Regions from separate parts of the Ovis canadensis genome. Here region 2 is linked to region 1. The links are chromatin contacts, called in public Hi-C maps. All regions are on one chromosome and are shown on one strand. Each heading gives the region's core, a stretch centred on a gene start, on an enhancer-like site or on the middle of the called end of the contact. The rest is flanking DNA. Distances are from core to core; before and after follow the strand shown. Region 1 holds the start of UBA52 (ubiquitin A-52 residue ribosomal protein fusion product 1). Region 2 overlaps ELL (elongation factor for RNA polymerase II).

Region 1 (5,625 bases), core at 1,240-3,739:
TCTGGAATGTACCCCAAGGGCTGACACCAGGCCCAGGCCCTGGTGGGTTGTGGGTCCAGACAGACGTGGGCAGGGGTTTGGCCTGGTCTTCTTGGCAACCTGCAGAGCAGGTGTTGAGATCAGAATCTCCTCCTTCGGCGGTTGTAACAATGGGATATTGACAAGGATGACAGTCCTCAGCCCAGTGAGTGTCATGCACCCACTATGAGGCAGGCTGTTACCCGTAGCCACCTGTGAGGTGTGGGCTGTGCCCAGAGGGGCAGTGACTTGGCAGCGGAAGCACAGCATCGTCCATGCTGAGCCTCACTTTACCCAGTCTGCTGAATGGGCCAACATCTCCCTACTGCAGGGCTGCTGAAACCACAGGCACAAAGGCAATGCCATCATTCCCCAGTTTATAGAGCAGGGAGCTGAGGCACAGGCAGGTGAGGGGCCAGGCCCAGGTGACACAGTCAAGAGGGCAGAGCCAGGCTCAGGCTCACCGCCCAGGGCCCATGTAGGCCAGACCCCGGAGAACCTGAGTCCTTACCTCACTTCACCTTGAAGAGAAGCCTCTCACTTGCCAAGGCCTCAGTTTCCTCCTCTGTAAAATGAACAAAGTCCTGTCGTGTGGGGTGGAGGTAGCTGTCAGGGGTCATGGGCCCAATTAATCCCTCATCACAGCACCTGATGATGACGGTAACTCAGCTAACTCTCGGGTCTTCTTCCCCCAGACATCCCAGAGGCATCTCTCTTGGAGGACGAAGATGAAGACCCCATTCCGCCTAGCACCACCACCACCATCGCCACCTCAGAACAGAGCACAGGCTCCTGTGACACCAGCCCCGACACCGTCTCACCCTCCCTCAGCCCTGGCTTCGAGGACCTGTCCCACGTCCGGCCTAGTTCCCCCGCCATCAACGGTCGCAGCCATACAGATGACGAGGAGATGCTGGGCGAGTAGCCCCGCTCCCAGGAGCTCCGAGGGGGGTCTCAGGGTGGCAGCAGCGTCATTCCCCAGATGTCTCAAGTGGCAGCGGAGAACCCTGCCTGGAGATACTCAGCTTTGCCACCCTAGTCTGTCATTTAGGGCTCGCCGAGGGGACAAGGCTCCCTCCCTCTAGGCTCCCTCCCTAGAATTCCTGGGGGTATTTCATTCCTGCTCCTTCGTCACTGAGAACATCTCTTCTGTAGATCCCTCTATCAGACTGGGGATGACCAGTCCACCTGGAGCTGGGCTGGGCACAGGGAGCTTTTCCAGAGTCAGGCTTTAGGTCTACTCTGAACAACACTCCAAGCTTCCCAGAGACCAGAGCCAGCTGCCCCCTGCCCCAGCCCCCTGGTCAGAACCCCCTCAAGACAGCCAAGCACCGTCACGTCCGAGTCCACCCAGCCCACCCCTGCGCCTACTGATTCTGGTCTTCTTGCCCCTTCCTCCAATGAAAGTACTGAATCCTTTCTCCAATCATTATCTCAAGGAGGTTTCTGAAACAGTTGTAGAAGGCTCAAGACAGAGATTAGCCATCCACTCAGCCCCAAGCCTGGTCGGGCCCTGTTTCTCTGACCAGAGGTGTAGACCTCTAGGGCCTAACAAGCCTCTCCTAGGGCCTTTGTGGAGCAAGCCGAGCAACCTTGGAGAACAAAGTGGAATATTTTTGTACCCGATGTTTACAGATGCTGTTGGGAAGTTATCAATAAAGAGACTCTGTTACTAAAAAGGGGAGGGTGCATCTAGCAGTGACTTCTTTCCATCCTTGGGCCCAGCATCCCAAATCAGGGACAGGTGCTGCGTGTGGGACAGGCTGGTTATGGATCTCCAGGCACCACCAGCCTAGAAAGAAATGTGGCTGCTTTGGGTGGGCGTCCCGAGTGGTGACAACCATAATGACCCCACTTCCTATCCCCACAGAGGCCTTCCCACTGCTCACATTTCCCTACTTCCTTGAATAATTTCTCTAAATCTCAGCCTCAAAGTGGGCTCCTCAGGGAGCTAGACGGGGTCCCATTCCCCATCAGACACTGTCACAGAGTCCCCTCATCTTTGAAGCACTTTACATTGTTATTAAAGGTCTCTTCCCAGACCTCAGCGTGTCTGCATTTGCCTGGTCCATAGGGGGCGCCGGGAAGTGGTCAATGAAGTAAGGTACCCTGAGCAATGACTCCACTGTAAAGAAGCCCCCTACAGTGCAGACGGTTCGATCCCTGGGTCAGGAAGATCCCTTGGAGGAGAGCATGGCAATCCACTCCCCAGTATTCTTGCCTGGGAAATCCCATGGACAGAGGAGTCTGTAGTCTACAGGGACGAAGTCAGACACGACTGAAGCGATTTAGCACAGCACGCTGCCAAATCCACGGGTAACTTCGTCCTCACTTGTTCCTAGCGCCCAGCACTTTTTAACTTCTTCCGTCCCAGAAACAAGGCCTTGGGTCCCACCTCATTTCCTTGAGTGGAAGCACCAACCCCACCTGCTCTCCGCGCTCCTGTACGCACGCGCCCTGACACCCATTTATGCACAGCAGCCAGAGAGCCTCCAGTGGCTCCCAGGGGTCTAGCCCCCGCGCCGCCTCGCGCCTCGATCCCTGCGTCTTTGGACCTGCGGCTTAATACCTTTCCTTCAGCACAAAGGTCTCTCCTACTCTGTTTAAATATCTCCGGAGCACCCGCTATGTGCGGGCCGTCTTCCAGGAGGTTTGGAGACAGGGCAGAAACACCTGGAAACCTGCGGCACTCTTACTACGTGACCCGATGGGTGGGGCTCACAGCCGGAAGCTAGCGGGCGGAGGTCCTACTCAGGCGCCGAGACTCCGTCCGCCAGCACCCACCATGGGGCCGGGGCGGGGTCGAGGGCGGGGCACGATGCGCGGCGCGGATTGTGACGCAAGCACGCAGCGTGCTCGGTGCGCAGACGCTTTCGACGGCGAATCGGCGGTTTCCGGTTCCGCCGCCCTCTTTCTCTTCACCCAGGCGGCCGAGCAGGTTGGTGGTGGAGGCCTTGCGGGTTGGCGGTGGGCCGGGTTGGTTTGTAGGGTGCGGGGGACTGTAGGGGCCCAGGGAACGGAGGCGGCGGCCTGGAATCCGTGTAGGCGGGCCAGGTTCTGCGGGAGGGCTTAACAAGGCACGTTGGGCCGGGTTCCGGTCTCGAACTGGGCCTCGCGAGGGAAATCGGCATTTGGAAGCGGAGCTTGCCGTCTCCGCCGGCCCCAGCTATCTGAGGAGGCCTTGGGGGGAGAGCGTGTGTCCTTCGGGGATGATTCAATTTAATGCGGAGGGGTATTAACTGTAATTTTTTCTCGTGGTGGAAACTGCCAGTCCCCTCGAAAAGATGAAGCCCCTCAGCTGGGTTTTTATCGCCTTTTTCTAAGTCTGTAAAGAAAGTCTGGTAGTAGCAACTGTTTCCATAACTTGGAAAATGAAAACGATAACCTGTGTAAACACGTACCAGGCACGTGGTTAGCAGCTGTTATTTATGGACTGGATAAAACGCAGGAAGTGCGGTCTGAGCATTCGGGTGTAACCCGGAAGGAAGCCGGAGTTTTGGGTGTCTGAGCTTGATATTGAAGAGGAAAAGGGATTGTAGGGAGGAAAGTGTGCGTGTTGGGATGCTACTAAGATGAGATTCCCACCCAGGCTTCTGGAAGAGCCGGGGCTGGTGAGAGGAAGGGTGGGACCTCCAGATCACGCTTGGAGAAAATATGCTTGGCAGGGTGGTGCCCTAAAGTTGAAGGTGCAGGCTACGAGGGGCAGAAGGAAACAGGCGCTGAGGTGGGCCTGCAGTTGAGGTCGAAGCATGCATGGGGCTGGCAGGGACTAAACCTGGTCAGCCTGTGAGCTGGGGCTGCTCAGACCTTTAGCGATCACCACTCCCCCCATCCCTCTCTCCCCAGCAGGCGCAGAGATGCAGATCTTTGTGAAGACCCTGACGGGCAAGACCATCACCCTTGAGGTCGAGCCCAGTGACACTATTGAAAATGTCAAAGCCAAAATCCAAGACAAGGAGGGTGAGTTGGGCTGAGTGTGAATGCTCCACCCAGTAGGAACCCCTCAGCCCTGAGTATCTGCTGTCCTGTGTGCAACAGGTGCTGGGCTTCAATAGATCTCAGCCATGCCAGTGTTCCCCAGTGTCATCTTGGGAAGGCAGCTTGCCCTCCCTACCTCAGTTTCCCTTTTGACAGATTGGGGTAATCCTGGCACAGTCTTGTGGTGGGGGTGGGCGGGGCACAGTGGCAGCTGCCAGCAGTGTGCTTGCAAGAGCCTCTGTAATGGAGTAATGGAGGGCCTCTCTCTTTAGGCATCCCACCTGACCAGCAGCGTCTGATCTTCGCGGGCAAACAGCTGGAGGATGGCCGCACTTTGTCAGACTACAATATCCAGAAAGGTACGGGGGTGGGGTGGCTAGACAGGGCCTCAGCACGAGGCCTAGGACCCAGGATGGAATGCTGACAGTCTGTCACCAGGAGGGAGCTGTAGAAGAGGATGGTCCTTAAGGTGGGGATCAGATGGCGCTAGGGAGTATTGCTCTGTAAAGTGCTGTTTTCATCGCTGAAAAGCATCTCCATCAGTGTTTTCCAAATGGCCATGGTTTCTCATGTTCTTAGTCACTTTTCTTTTAAGGCCAATGTGCGTATTAATATATAAGTATTGTAAAGGAAACCACCACTTTTTCCCTAGCAAAATAAAAGGTTATCCTTGCATCTCTTAGAAATTGCCTTGCCTGTGGGGAAACTGAGATGGATACCACCATTGGTATATATTTATATCAGTCTCCAGTTTCGTGAGGAACTGGTGACATGACAAGGTGGAGGTTCTGTGGGGTGGCATGTCCCATCTGCACATAACCAAGGGATTCTGATGTAGCCCCATCATACTTGATGCTGTGGTCTGGAGGCCCCTGGAGGCTGCCCTCCACCCGTGGGACTGAGGTGGTGAGGCTAGGCTCCATCAGTGCCTCTGCCCTTCATTTCCTGTAGAGTCCACCCTGCACCTGGTGCTTCGTCTGCGAGGCGGCATCATTGAGCCTTCCCTCCGCCAGCTGGCTCAGAAATACAACTGCGACAAGATGATCTGCCGCAAGTATGTGCTCCCGTGTGGGGGCGGGGGCTGCCCTGGGGGTGGTCCGGATGTGCCCTCAGCATCCCTGGTGTCCTTGCACAGGTGTTACGCCCGCCTGCACCCCCGTGCTGTCAACTGCCGCAAGAAGAAGTGCGGCCACACCAACAACCTGCGCCCCAAGAAGAAGGTCAAATAAAGCTCCTCCACCTGCTTCTCCTTTGCCCGCAGGGCGGCTTCCTGCCCAAGCCCCATGGTCCTGGGGCCTCAATAAAGTTTCCCTTTCGTTGACTGGAGCAGTAATTGGTGTCCCTGTGGCTGGTCTGTCCAGTGGGGGGTGACTGAGATGTGGACTTCTATGGGACTTCGTGTCACTCGGCTCTTCATAGCCCTTGGGGGTCCCGGGCCCTGAGCTCCAGTCGTCTTACCTGTAAATTGGACCATGGTCTCTGCCCTTCGCATCAGAAGCGGTCATAACCACAGCACAGGCAAGTCTCAGACCTGGCCCTAGTGAGCCCACCCATTTGGGTTTTATCATCTGGAATACGAACATAAAGACCTTCACCAAGTGACCGGTGGGGCCTGGTCAGGCACATTTA
Region 2 (5,625 bases), core at 1,941-4,440, 91 kb before region 1:
GCCCACTGGGCACGAAGGCCCAGGACACCTGGCTTTCTCTGTGACGGCAGAGAGCGTGCCCCGCGCTCTGAAATTTGGCCTCTGCTCCGCCGTCTTCTGGACTGAGCCTTGGCTCCCCCAGGGGCCCCCGGGGGGCCGCAGCGGGCCTGGGCAGGGCAGGTTTTGTGCATCTGATGCCAGCCCCGACTTCTGGTATGAGGAGGCCGAGGGAGGTGCCGCAGATTCATGGGCGTGCCTGAGTGCGAAGACGCACGGGCAGCCGTGTCCCGCCCGGAGGACCGAGTGGCCGACGTCCAGCCCTGAGGCTCAGGAGGGCGCTGGCTCCACCGTGGGCAGGTCAAGCCCCTTTGAAATTCGTCCCAAGTCAGGCTGGCAGCCCTAACCCCACGTACACGGGGCCTAATGTGTCTGCAGTGCAAGTGGGGGCTTCAGAGAGACGAATAGAGCCCCGAGCAGGCTGTGGGCCGGAAGAAACAGTGGGGGCGCACCTGGAATCCTCTCTTCAGGAGAGAGCAAGACCGAACGGGGCACACAGGAGCCAAGCACTGCCTCGCCAACTCTGACCAGAGGGTTTTCAGGGGACACGCGTTTCATTATCTTTATTTTCAGGGAACCTTCAGCATAAAATATATTTTGGATCAAGTGTTACTACTGCACGGCTGCACGGTCAGGAAGATCCTCTGGAGGAGGAAATGGCAACCTACTCCAGGATTCTCGCCCAGGAAATCCCACTGATAGAAAAGCTGCCGGGCTACAGCCCAGGGGGTCCCACGGCGTCAGACGCCAAGTGAGCAACACCTTGGATGGCTGAGGAGGCCTTCCAAGAGCAAAGCAGCCTCTTCTGCCCACTGGACGGCCCACGTCCTCAGCCCCAAACCCAGGTGCTTTCTGAGCACCTCCTTCCTTTCTGAGAGCTGCCCCCGCACTGTGGACAGGGAGGGGGAGCACACTCGGCCCCTGCCCACCACTTCCCAGGCTTCCAGGTCATTCCCGCCTCACAGCAAAGGGGCAGCCCTGGGCTCAAGCGCAGGCCGGCCCTACGGACTCCTGCAGAGCCAGCGCCGGGACTGCAGACAGGCGCTGGTCACAGCGTCTGACCAGGGCCATCAACGCTCATTCCAGAAACCACCTTTGGGCCCCGCTGCAGCACACAGGAAGGCCTCACATGGCCCTAGACCCCGACCCCTCCCTCTCTGTCCTCATCAGCTGAGGAGTTCTGGAGGGGGCCTGGCCCACGAGGGGGTTTGCTCTTCCCCTCGAGAAGCTGTTGCTTCACCAGCTGTCAGGGAGTGAGAGCTCAAGTGACCCCTGATGGCAGAGGGGCCCAGGGCAGCCTCCCCAGCGTCTGAGAGAGAGCAGAGAACGCACACACATGCACGGACACGGCCCACGAAACAAAGGTGAGTGCTTTGCTCCGCAGCACGCCGATGCTGGGCATGCCACAGGGTGCCACGCGGTCACCCCCAGGAAGCGGCGAGCACCAGGGCCTGGCCACACACCACCACGGCCAGGCCTCGCAGCACTCCCGGCACGGGTGGGGCAGAAGCCAGGCCGGCCCTGACTCCCACCCTGGGAGCTAGGGGACACGAGGCCCTACGCCAGCTGGGCTACATTCACACCGCGGGGGACTAGCGCCAGGACCCAAGCGAGCGTGTTCTGGACCGCAGAGGGGCTCTGCTCCTCCTTGGGCCATGGTTTACTTTGTTGGCTGTGCAGGGCCTCACAGGCCCAGCTGTGGCACCTGGGATCTCTGCTGCGGCAGGCAGGGTCTTCACTTGTGACATGCAAACTCTTAGTTGAGGCATGTGGGATTTAGTTCCCCAACCAGGGATGGAAACCAGGCCCCCTGCATTGGGAGCGCTGAGTCTCAGCCACCTGGCCGCCAGGAAGCCCCTCCTGAGGCCATGTTAACCTGCGTCCAGCCCTTAGGTGCGAGGCCCCTCTCCTGGGCGGGGAGGCCAACAACCAGAGGGAGACCTGGCCGAGGTCCCTGAGGGAAGGAGCAAAGAAGGTCTCAGTCTTCAGTCCGCCAGCGTCATGGGCCTCCGGGAAGCAGGCCCTGCCAGCCTACCCAGGGTCCAGAACATGCAGTCAGCACAGGCACCAGGGGTGCTGACCGAGCTGGGCCAACCCGGCCCGCCCACCTCCTGCTGCTTCCAGCCTCGAGGCTGGAGGGCACGACCAGGAGAACAGGGAGCAGAGAGCGAGGGCCTGGCCTCCTCCCCCGCTGCTCCAAGTGACCGCGACGGCATCCGATGTGCACCTGCCCCAGGCCAGGCCTCGCACACCTGGCCGGAAGGAACGGTCACGGTCTATCAAAACCCAGGAGAAGGACAAGGCCCAGAGGTCACCAGGGGCAGACCAAGCGCCTGGTCCTTCACAGTGAACTGGGAAAGAACAGGCCTCCTCCAGTCCTCACACGGTCCCACCCAGGGAAGAGCCTCTTAGTGGAGACTCACGGCCTGGCTTGCTGCTGGCTGCAGCACACGGCCTCCACACCCTCAGAACCTTCTAGGAAGTCCACGACACATGAGAATACCCAGAGGAAAAAAATGTGGGCAAAGCATAATTCTCAGTTCGGAGGCAGGGACCCTTTCTTGAATGGATGTGGCTCTTAAGTTTGGCACAGGGATTTCGGCGACACAGTGTAAAGCCCAGGAGACCCTCCCAGTGCTTCTGTGAGCATCCCAGTGGTGTCTTGCTGACTAGGAAGCATTGCTCATGGATAAAAGAACAGCAATCTGTGCCCTGGCTTCCTCATCTTCCCACAGCTGCTGAGGGCACACTGTGACCACAGGCCACAAGAGGGCGCCATTAGGCCAGTCTGGCAGCAAGCCCAGCGGGCCCTGCCCCTTGGGGAAACATCTCAGGGGATAAAGGAGAAGCAGGTGGCCAGGGCCAAAGAAGGTATGGAAGCCCCAGAGAAGGGACAGGGCAGGGCGTGTGCCCTGGGGCCTTTAAGGGCATCTCACTGACCCTGACTGGTCTTGGTGTGACAGTGTTCCCCTGGCCAGGCCACAGCCTCTAGTGACTGCACGACCAGGTCTGGGCAGGCCTCATACAATCAGTGGAAGGCCTTAGGGAAACTGAGGCTTCCCTGATCAGGAAGAAGCTTGCCCATGAACCTCGGGGCCAGCTTCCTGCTTGCCCCATGGAATTCAGACTCATCAGCCCCACAAGCCTGTGAGTCAACGTCTTGCAATAGAGCTCTTGGTATCGCCGTCTGCACTTGCAGACATGTATCTCAGGGCTCCATCTCTCTGGAGCACCCTGCCTGGGGTGAGACCTACAGGTCTCCCTGCTTCTGGAAGAAGCCAGCAGGCTATCAGGTGGAAACTGACTTAGATGTGTGTGGCAACTCTTCAGATTTAAAGGGAAAAAAAAAGACTTGCAATAAAGATTAGGAAAAAAACCAAAGTGTTCCAAATCATCTTTAGTGGGTGGACTGATATGCGGGTCCTAGGACCTGGGTTGCAAGGATTATGGACAACGCGCCCTTTCTCCCATTCCTCAATTTTTCTGTAAGATGGTCATTTATGATCAAGTATCTTTCATGAAAAACCTGGAGTATTGAGTTTCTATACCTCCCGGTACTAAAAAGCTAAATACCTGTGGTCCTAGGTCCACCGACAGAGAGCAGCGCCCTGCCCTTGGGGGCGGGCACATTTCCAGGTTCACTTGGGCTCGGGGGGCATACTTTCCAATCAGCACAAAGATCAAGTCAGAACATGAGTTTGGCAACGACAGGAAGTGGGAAACTCGGGAACTGCTGGACAGAAGAGCTGCCTTCAGCCCACAGAGGGCCTGCTGATGTGGCCCCAGCCTGGAGACGACCAGAGGCAGACCGTGGCTCGGCAGAGGGCCCTGTCTGGCACAGAGGGGGATGGGGCCAAAACACTGCTCCCAACGGGCTGCTGTGCCCAGCAAGCCACAATTCTAAATCAGTAAGATTAAGACCGAAAAAAGACTTACCCCTTGACTTCCCTGAAATCGAATCGAAGGTCTCAGTGAAACAGAATCCTGCAAAAGAGCAAAATGGGAACATGTCAATGACGATATCTGGAACACGTTTATATATGGCTGAGTCCCTTCACTGTTCACCTGAAATTACCATCTGGAACACGTTTATATATGGCTGAGTCCCTTCACTGTTCACCTGAAATCACCACAACATTATTCATCAGCTAAATAAAAAGTTTAAAGTATGAGGAAAAGAAAAAAGATACCTGGAAATCCAAAGACTCATTTCCCAGTCATACAAGGAGCAGGATAAAGACAGTGTTTTCAGGAGGGGTGAGAGGAATAGACTACGCGTGTTGAAAATGACAGGAAAAGCCACCAGAGCAGGGTTCTGACGCATCGGTAAGAGCTCCTCAGATGGCCCAGCGGCCAGGGTTGAAGGTACACGAGAGGCAACGCGCAGCGCTTCCCCATCCTCCCGCAAACCGGCACCAGCCCAGGCCGTGCCGCCTCAGAGGCGCTCCACGCGGAGCGGAACTGCAGGGGCGAGCAGGGCCCGCCAGGAGGCAGGCTGATGGGGCGATGCCCTCCGCCCCAAGGCCCTGACAGGACCCAGCCCAACGCCGGCCCAGCTCCCACGTCAGAGCTTCAGGGCAGCTTGTCCCTGTGCTTGGGGCGGCGGAATTCCCAAATGTCACAGGAAAAAATTACACCAAAAAACTACTAATTTAAGCTTCAGCTATTCAGAGATCAGCCTTCTGGTGGAATTTTAGAAAGAACACGGATCCAGATGGAGGGTCACACTTCTCTTTCTCATTTACCCCGGGCCCTTGACACTTTCTGGGTAGCATACCTCACCCCACAGGGTGGTGCTGATTCGTCACGACGACCCCCTCCCCTCCATCCTCAAACCCACAGGGCCCAAATCAGCCTCTGGGTCTGTGGTTCTCCTCAGCTTTCCTCCACGTGGCAGCCTAGATCTTGGGCTCGCCCATCTCCAACAGAGCCCACCTCTCAGGCCTCCGCCCCAGCACCCCCAGGCGTAAGGGAGGCCCCCCACCTGGACCCCAGGTCCAGTCTGCAGTGACTGCCTGTCTGCTCTGCACCCAGAATGTCAGGCCCGCCGTGGGCCCTGGGTGGGCAGAGCAGCTGCACACACGGGGGAGAGCCAAGCAGCGGGCGGGCTGGCCTCTCAGTACCTATGACCTGTCAGACCACTGAGCAGCTGTCCACAGGTGAGGGGGCCGCGCTCAGCCAGCCTGGACCATGGGGGCCGCACGCTCACCCTGCTCGGCTTACAGGGGCCTCCCCTTCGGCCAAGAGTCTCCAAGGGCTTCACTCACGCACCTGGAGCAGACCTGAGCGGCCACACTCAGCTCCAGCACTCACCTCCCCGGAATCAGACACCCCAGAAGTCAGCCACACTGTTTTTAATTTGAGAAAGACTGAAACATTAAAAAAAATTTTTTTTTAATGTGAGAAAGAATGTAAGGATTTATTTTATTTTTTGGACCTTAGCCCCTGACCCGTGCCCCCTACAGTGAGGATCGAGCCCACGTACTGTGCACTGGAAGATGGAGTCGTGACCACTGGGCCCCTGGGGAAGCCCCCACCCCACACACATCACGCCTCACTGCCAGGTGGGCAGATACAGCATGTCCTCCA

The links. Hi-C and Micro-C count contacts between places; a contact is called where the count stands out from the background.
Region 2: a Hi-C map of fibroblasts shows a contact between it and region 1, with 2.5 times the contacts expected there. The contact joins the enhancer-like site here to the promoter of UBA52 in region 1. A contact is called at or near these places in 2 of 2 Hi-C or Micro-C datasets (fibroblasts and lung).

What each region holds. Positions count from the first base shown.
Region 1 is chr5:19,205,282-19,210,906 of ARS-UI_OviCan_v2, reverse strand. It overlaps UBA52 (ubiquitin A-52 residue ribosomal protein fusion product 1), which reads left to right and starts at 2,489. Exons shown (of 5, transcript XM_069590326.1): 1 at 2,489-2,956; 2 at 3,865-3,978; 3 at 4,269-4,355; 4 at 4,948-5,050; 5 at 5,132-5,329. The coding sequence starts at 3,876. The coding sequence ends at 5,225. It overlaps KXD1 (KxDL motif containing 1), which reads left to right. Exons shown (of 5, transcript XM_069590322.1): 5 at 714-1,697. The coding sequence ends at 943. REX1BD (required for excision 1-B domain containing) reads left to right here and starts at 5,258. Exons shown (of 6, transcript XM_069590321.1): 1 at 5,258-5,514.
Region 2 is chr5:19,296,891-19,302,515 of ARS-UI_OviCan_v2, reverse strand. It overlaps ELL (elongation factor for RNA polymerase II), which reads right to left. Exons shown (of 12, transcript XM_069590334.1): 2 at 3,973-4,020. Among named protein-coding and RNA genes, the nearest start is that of ISYNA1, 31 kb to the left of the region's middle. Within about 2 kb of position 3,190, the one cell type or tissue checked has open chromatin away from gene starts, as enhancers often do. A contact at or near this core is called in fibroblasts, where this site is marked.